2 separate regions of the Mus musculus genome follow, and region 1 is linked to region 2. Evidence: chromatin contacts called from public HiChIP or PLAC-seq data. All regions are on one chromosome and are shown on one strand. Each heading gives the region's core, a stretch centred on a gene start, on an enhancer-like site or on the middle of the called end of the contact. The rest is flanking DNA. Distances are from core to core; before and after follow the strand shown. Region 1 overlaps Gpm6b (glycoprotein m6b). Region 2 holds the start of Gemin8 (gem nuclear organelle associated protein 8).

The links. HiChIP or PLAC-seq counts read pairs in DNA pulled down with a chosen protein or histone mark.
Region 1: an H3K4me3 HiChIP or PLAC-seq map of neural progenitor cells shows a contact between it and region 2, with 6 times the contacts expected there. The contact joins the enhancer-like site here to the promoter of Gemin8 in region 2. A contact is called at or near these places in 4 of 39 promoter capture datasets (embryonic stem cells, hippocampal neurons, liver and 1 more), 1 of 15 datasets of contacts at CTCF or cohesin (large pre-B cells), 4 of 484 Hi-C or Micro-C datasets (cerebral cortex, cortical neurons, embryonic fibroblasts and 1 more), 18 of 115 datasets of contacts at active chromatin or transcription factors (T-cell acute lymphoblastic leukemia, bone marrow-derived macrophages, craniofacial prominence and 10 more) and 5 of 9 other capture datasets (adipose tissue, embryonic stem cells, liver and 2 more).

Annotation. Positions count from the first base shown.
Region 1 is chrX:166,383,370-166,386,403 of GRCm38.p6, reverse strand. It overlaps Gpm6b (glycoprotein m6b), which reads right to left. Exons shown (of 8, transcript NM_001177955.1): 7 at 2,404-2,469. Among named protein-coding and RNA genes, the nearest start is that of Gpm6b, 40 kb to the right of the region's middle. Within about 2 kb of position 1,338, at least 14 of the 459 cell types and tissues checked have an H3K27ac peak or open chromatin away from gene starts, as enhancers often do. A contact at or near this core is called in neural progenitor cells, where this site is marked.
Region 2 is chrX:166,169,204-166,172,375 of GRCm38.p6, reverse strand. It overlaps Gemin8 (gem nuclear organelle associated protein 8), which reads right to left and starts at 1,922. Exons shown (of 4, transcript NM_146238.4): 1 at 1,826-1,922.

The DNA.
Region 1 (3,034 bases), core at 89-2,588, 210 kb before region 2:
TATAACTGCCAGTATTTCATTTCCTCTAAGTTCATTTCACATAAAAATCCTTATCATTCTTTACAGTTCCTGTGGCATACACATCCTTCCCATGTATTTTCCCATTGCCCGAAGCAAATCTACACAGCTCAGTTTCCTTAAAGGCCACATTCCCTTCTCATACCATACTTCCTTCTCAACGTAGATGAGACCTTCAACTCTGGGCCCAACTTCTCTTCCCATTAAAATCTTACATGTAATTTAAGAACCTAGTTATGAGGGAACAGTTGCTATGCAGCAAGACAATTTAAAGTTACCAGTTTTGTGGGTTCTAAAGAAGTGATGGTGTTGTATCAAAAATATGTAATCTTTTTTTTTTTTTTTTCAGAAAAATCAAATGGGTGATACCCTTCAAATTTTTATCTGGCCTAACTTGGCATCTATTTGGTAAGGAGCCAACCATGTGTTATAAAAATCTTTAAACTTAATTTTAACTATACTTGCAAAATCTTGTCTAGAAAGGTGTGACAAAATGAAAGCTAGGTTCTAACTTTCCTCCTTTGGCACTCGTTCTCTTTCCCGTCACTAAGGCTGGTTATCAAGCAAGCAAAACTAACGGAAAAGACAGGTGTGTCAAGGTATTAATATTCCATTGAGAGATACTGACTGCTCAGAGTTTAAGTTCAAGAAAATTATTTTTCAAAGGATGCTTACCGGAGTCAGTAAATAACAATCCTTTTCAAACTGTGGGAATAGCCAGACCCCATTCTTTTGTAATTCACATACAGTAAGTCCTATTTAGTCTACCATGCAAAGTGAGTTAACTGAAGCTATTTACAAACTACTGTAGCAAAACTGCAGAAACCTAGGCTCCGCTTTAGTCTGGAGTGTCAGTGGTGTTCATGCTACAGAATTGAGCTCCTAAATCAAGCTCCTTATTGACCTTATGCGATTTAGAACTTAGTGCAGCAGTCTTCCCGACTCTTAAACTTCAAAACCGCATAGTTATATGTAGTAGCCATCATGTAGATCAGCTGGTGGAAGAGAACAAAACAGAGCGGTAAGATACAGGCAGTGAGGGTGATGGTGTGACACCTCTAAAACTGGACAGGGCTAAGTGCCAGCTCAGTCTGAGGGGTTTCTCCCCACCTTCTCCTCAAAGCAGAAGAGTTCTCTCGTCTAGCACATGCCTCTTTTCTGAGCACACATACATAATGGAAACCTTTGGCTCTGCCCTCAGTAAGCTTATTAAAAAGCCTTGGATGGATTTCAAGAATAACAAGATAGCAAGCTGGGTCAGCAGTATAAGAGATGAAGCTCAGGGCCCTATTTCTTCCCATCTGTCCCAAACTGCCTGCTCAGCAGCAATTAGTCTTCCTGCCTGTTGCTCAGCCAAGAGAACAGGTCACGGCCATGGTGAGTTCATGGGAAGGAATGACTTAATGCTTAGGAAAACGGAGAATGGGTCATCCCCAAGCAGCTGAAATCTCTTTAGTCTCCCAACCTCAAACTAGTTTTCTACAAATCATAAACCAAGCAAAACAAACATGCATGCAAGCCTGTTTGCTTATAAGTTGATTCTCATTATGTGCAGATTCCAAGTTTGGCAACTTGTAAAATATGTAATCACCAAACCAGTATTTTCTCACCCATGACTAGGCACGTTCAAAGCACTTAAGGATTTGAGTGCCCTTATGTGCACAGTCCCAGCTGAGGTCTACTGAAGTGATACTTTGCTGCACTTGTTTTGCACCCACAGTAAACAAGCATCCAGTGTCACATTTGCTAAAATAGTTCCCAAGAAAAGGGTACAAGTGCCTTCCAGAGCTAATGTGCATGACAGAACCTTTAGGTAGGCATGGGTGATAGTGATGTTGCCCATGAACTCACTAGTAATATATCAACAGTATTCGCTAAGGTGTCTTACACTGAAATCTACATGGGAGGACATGACCAAGAACCTCCTCTATTTTCTCCAGCAGGCTGTGTTCAATATATACAACTTAGCATTTATATTGCCTTTATAGAAGATTATTTCTGCACATAAGGAGATCAACTATATATTACCTTTCTATTTGGAAGTCAATATTTCTTTGCAGAGAATGGGCAGTGCCTCACAAGAGTCTCTGTCCCTGAATGAAATCATGGAACTAATTGCTAAGTGCAATAAGGCAACATGCTATGCCTAGTCAGCAGGTGTTGGTACCCTCTCTTCTTTCCAGTGTCCAAATTGCATCAGTCGGTGCCAAGACAGCCACTAGTACTTCCTGCAAACTAGACATTCGGTAAGTTTACAGAGGGAACAGTTAACCACAGCAGAATACACAGATCCTTTGCTTCATCTGCTGGTAAAAGCTGAAAGGGAAACCTGTGGTTCGGAGGTAGGGAAGGAATGCTACACTAGGGTGGTTCTGGGATACTCACCAGGGCAATGACGGTGGCACCAGCTCCAGCACAAGCCACAATGAACAGGTGATAGGACATGTAGAACTAGGAAAGAATAGGGCTCCATGAGCATTTTGTGGGGCAGGAAGGGCCTTAAATGTGTTCTGGAATGATGCTTCACTGTCCTTCACAGTTACTGGCTGCCAGCCTGGGCACAGACCCACATGCCCTTTGAGCCTTGGATGCATGTTACAATCACTGTGGGAACTTCGAGCCTTTCTGATGCTCAATCTGCACCCCAGACCAATCACATCAGATTACCTTGGCCTCAACCATGGATATAGTGTAGTCCCTTGATGACTGCAATGTGCACCCAAGGTTAGGAGGCTCTGCTCTGAGCCAACAGTCCATGTTATGATTATACAAACTGACAAGCCAGATACTGTAGATGCAGATCATTTATATAAGTTGATGCTTTCTAAAAGCAGATCATTGTCTTAAATGTACATACTCCCACCAGTGCATTGAAGACTTTTGTTTCAGAAACAGTTATAAGCCTACAGCTGATGAATATTTTAGTGTTAAGAAAGTTTGATTTCAAAGTGTTAGGGCATATTGCCAAATAAGGACTAAAAAGAAAAAAAAAGCACTTATCACAAGTTGTTCTGGA
Region 2 (3,172 bases), core at 673-3,172:
AACTAGAAGCCCAAGAAAGAGCAAGATACTCTGACTCAGAAACACCACAGGTAACGGGGAGAACTGAAAAAAACCAGGACAACAGAGGATGACGACAGTGATAATCTGGTTCAAAAGAAGAAACAGATGGTGTTCGTCTCATTTCAGGCATGTGTTTCATACAGCATATCTGAGTGTGACCATAAAAAAGTCAGGGCCAAACACAGCACACACTCAATTGCTGGCACAGCAGCAAAAATCTTGAGTAATTTGGGTAGTTAAGACCACTTTTATCTTTCCAGTGAATTATTTTAAATTACTTTCTATAAACATATTTCTGATAATTCTATGCTAAATTCTTTTCTGCATACTGTACTTGCTCCGGGCACTTATTTGGAGGGATAGATGCTATACTTTATTCCTTTTAGAGGTCCCATTTTTCTTCCACCAGAGAAAATAACAGGTATAATCTCCTGCCTTTGGGGGCTACTGGAATTGTTGAGATTGTCTGTTATATCCTGATAATATTCTCTCCTACCCGTGCTCCCCCAAATTATTAAGGGGCAGTAACTAAAAACAACAATCAGTAAGAAGTTCCAAATGTCTAAATATATTAATATATTTCCAGTTCATCTGGCCTTAAATGTTACAGTCTGCATCTGATTGTCCAAGTGCTTTATGAGTGGATTTCCCAACATAAAGAAGTAATTCTGAGAGTTCTATAGTGTGCTTGAGAACTCTTATCTAACCTCTAGCTATGTTTAATTTCCTGCCATCCTTCTTATCTTAACTTCTCCTTAAACGCTGGACTTGAAGAAACACCAATAAGCCTCTGCCATCTGTAAAACAGTTTCACGATGGAAACGCCTGCCTCTCTGCAACTTGGGTTGATTTTTCCCCCCAGCCCAGCAGTCAACAGAAGGGATCATACACTTTACTGTGAACTTGCACGTGTTAGATTTACCCAAAGCATATACACATGGTTTCTCTTTCCACTGCCATCCCAAAGACACTGTTATCTTGACGAATCATGCTAGCATAAATTGTACTTTCAAACAGTATCACAATCTCACAATTCATAGAGGCTTTGTGTCTGTAACTTTTAGTCTTAAGATTTTGAGTAATGTTCTGGCTTTTAGTTAAAAAACAACAACAAAACAAAAACCAACAAACAACCCCCCCCAAGCAAATAAAAACCCCAACAACAGTGGAGTCCAGAGCCTAATTTGTGCAACGAGTTTGTAACAATCATTTCAGAAAAAAAAAGGGAAAATGGTTCAGAACTCTGGCTACCCACAGCAACTGTCAAATGTTCTTAAGATAACATCAACTAAGAATTCTGACCTACAGAACTCAAAAGTTGCAAGGGGGGCGGGGGAGAAACTCAGGTTTTTGTTGTTTTGTTTTTGTAAATGAGCCAGTAGCTTAGACATCTCTGCAGAAACGTGTCCTGACAGACTTCCTGCAACATTGTGATCCACAGCACGTTTGAATTACACTGTGAGTTAAAACAAAACAAAACAAACAAAAACCCCAAACCTTCCCATGCTTGAGCCTCACTTCTCAAGATCTGAACTGGAATAGTCTGAGGTGGGGGCCTGGGAACAGAATTCTCAGCAGGCACCCAAGGATTAGGAAGCACATAGGGCTTGAGAGCATAAATTAGAACTAGTTTTAACAGTCTGTCAGGGGTTGGGACTCTCACGGGTCTAGGCAACCTCCTCGTGCTGCCGGGTGATGGTAATTAAAGCCACAGCATGAGCGCCAAGCCAGTACTCCAAGCTTCAGGAGTCCGCCACGCTATTCCCTTACTCCCCAAAAGCAACCCATCAGCCCCCGAAGTCACCTCGTGGGCACGCAGCTGGCAGATCTCGGGCGGTGGGCAACAACGGACCTAGCTCTGGTGGTGGGGAGGAGGAAGGGGCGGGAGAAGTGGGGGAGTGACACAAGGAGAGCGGGAGGCTCGGGTTGCCTGGGCAACAAGGAGCTCGCTTCCGGTACGGGGCTTGAAAGACGGAAGTCCCGCCTTATCCGTGACGTAACGTCGTGTCAGTGGCTACACAGAGTCAAGGGCGGCACAGGAAGCGAATTCGTTTGTTTGGGCGGTCCCGGCAGCTAGCTATTGGGCACTAGGGGATCAGAACTGAATTGCACCCTCAGCTTTCGGTTATTATTATTATTATTTCTTCTTTAGCTTTTACTTTCTTTTCACTTTCTTAACTAAAATGGAAGGTGAGAAATTGTTTTGAAAATACAGATTCACTCAGATCTGTGTCAGCTTGACATTTATGAACCTTAATTTGTACCTAGTGTTTCTGTCATTATAATCGTCAGCAGTACATGCCCTTCTAGAGTTGCACAAGAGTCCTTAGTAACCAAAGATGAACTACTAGAAGGCCAAGTGGGCTTATTTGGCAAAATGTGCCATATTTTGCAGGAATTTATTACTAGGAAAACCAGATTTGGACCAGATGCATGGTTATTCCAAAAAGTGAAAATAGGAAACAATTTAAATGCCAAAGGCTAAGATAATTAGGCAATGTCAGTAGTGGGACATTATTACCTTATCATTCCTGTAATATTGGTGAATCAAAGTAGTATAAAAGAATATTTAGCAAACATATACCAGATGTCTACTATATGCTAAGTATCTGCAGTGTCTTGTAGCTTCAAGGCACACGTGATTTTGAGGTACTTAAATGTGAGAATTTTCGATGTGCTTAACTAAATTCCACAGTACATTTTAAAGAGTTAATATTGAAAAAAAAATACGTGAACTGTCTAGTTGTTGTTGACACTGTCTCACTTTCAGCTGGGTCGAAGGTCATCATCTTGCCCTGGCTGGTTTGAATTCCCAGAGATCCACCGGTCTCTTGACTGTTGGGATTACAGGCACGCGTATCAACAAGCCTGCCTTAACTAACTCACATTTTAAGCAATCTTAACCTGGCAGTGGTGTAGCTTCATTGATAGAATGTTTGTCCAGCATGAATGATGCGCTGGATCATTCCTTTATAACATCTCACATCTGGGCATATTGGCGCATCTGTAATCCTAGAATTCTGGGCATGGAAGCAAGGTTGTTGTGGCTACACAGTGAATCTGAGGTCAACCTGGGATGCATGAAGCTGTTTGAGGAAAAAAAAAATCCTTGCCTTAGGGAAGGAGAATTTACCTTAAATGAAGAGTAAAA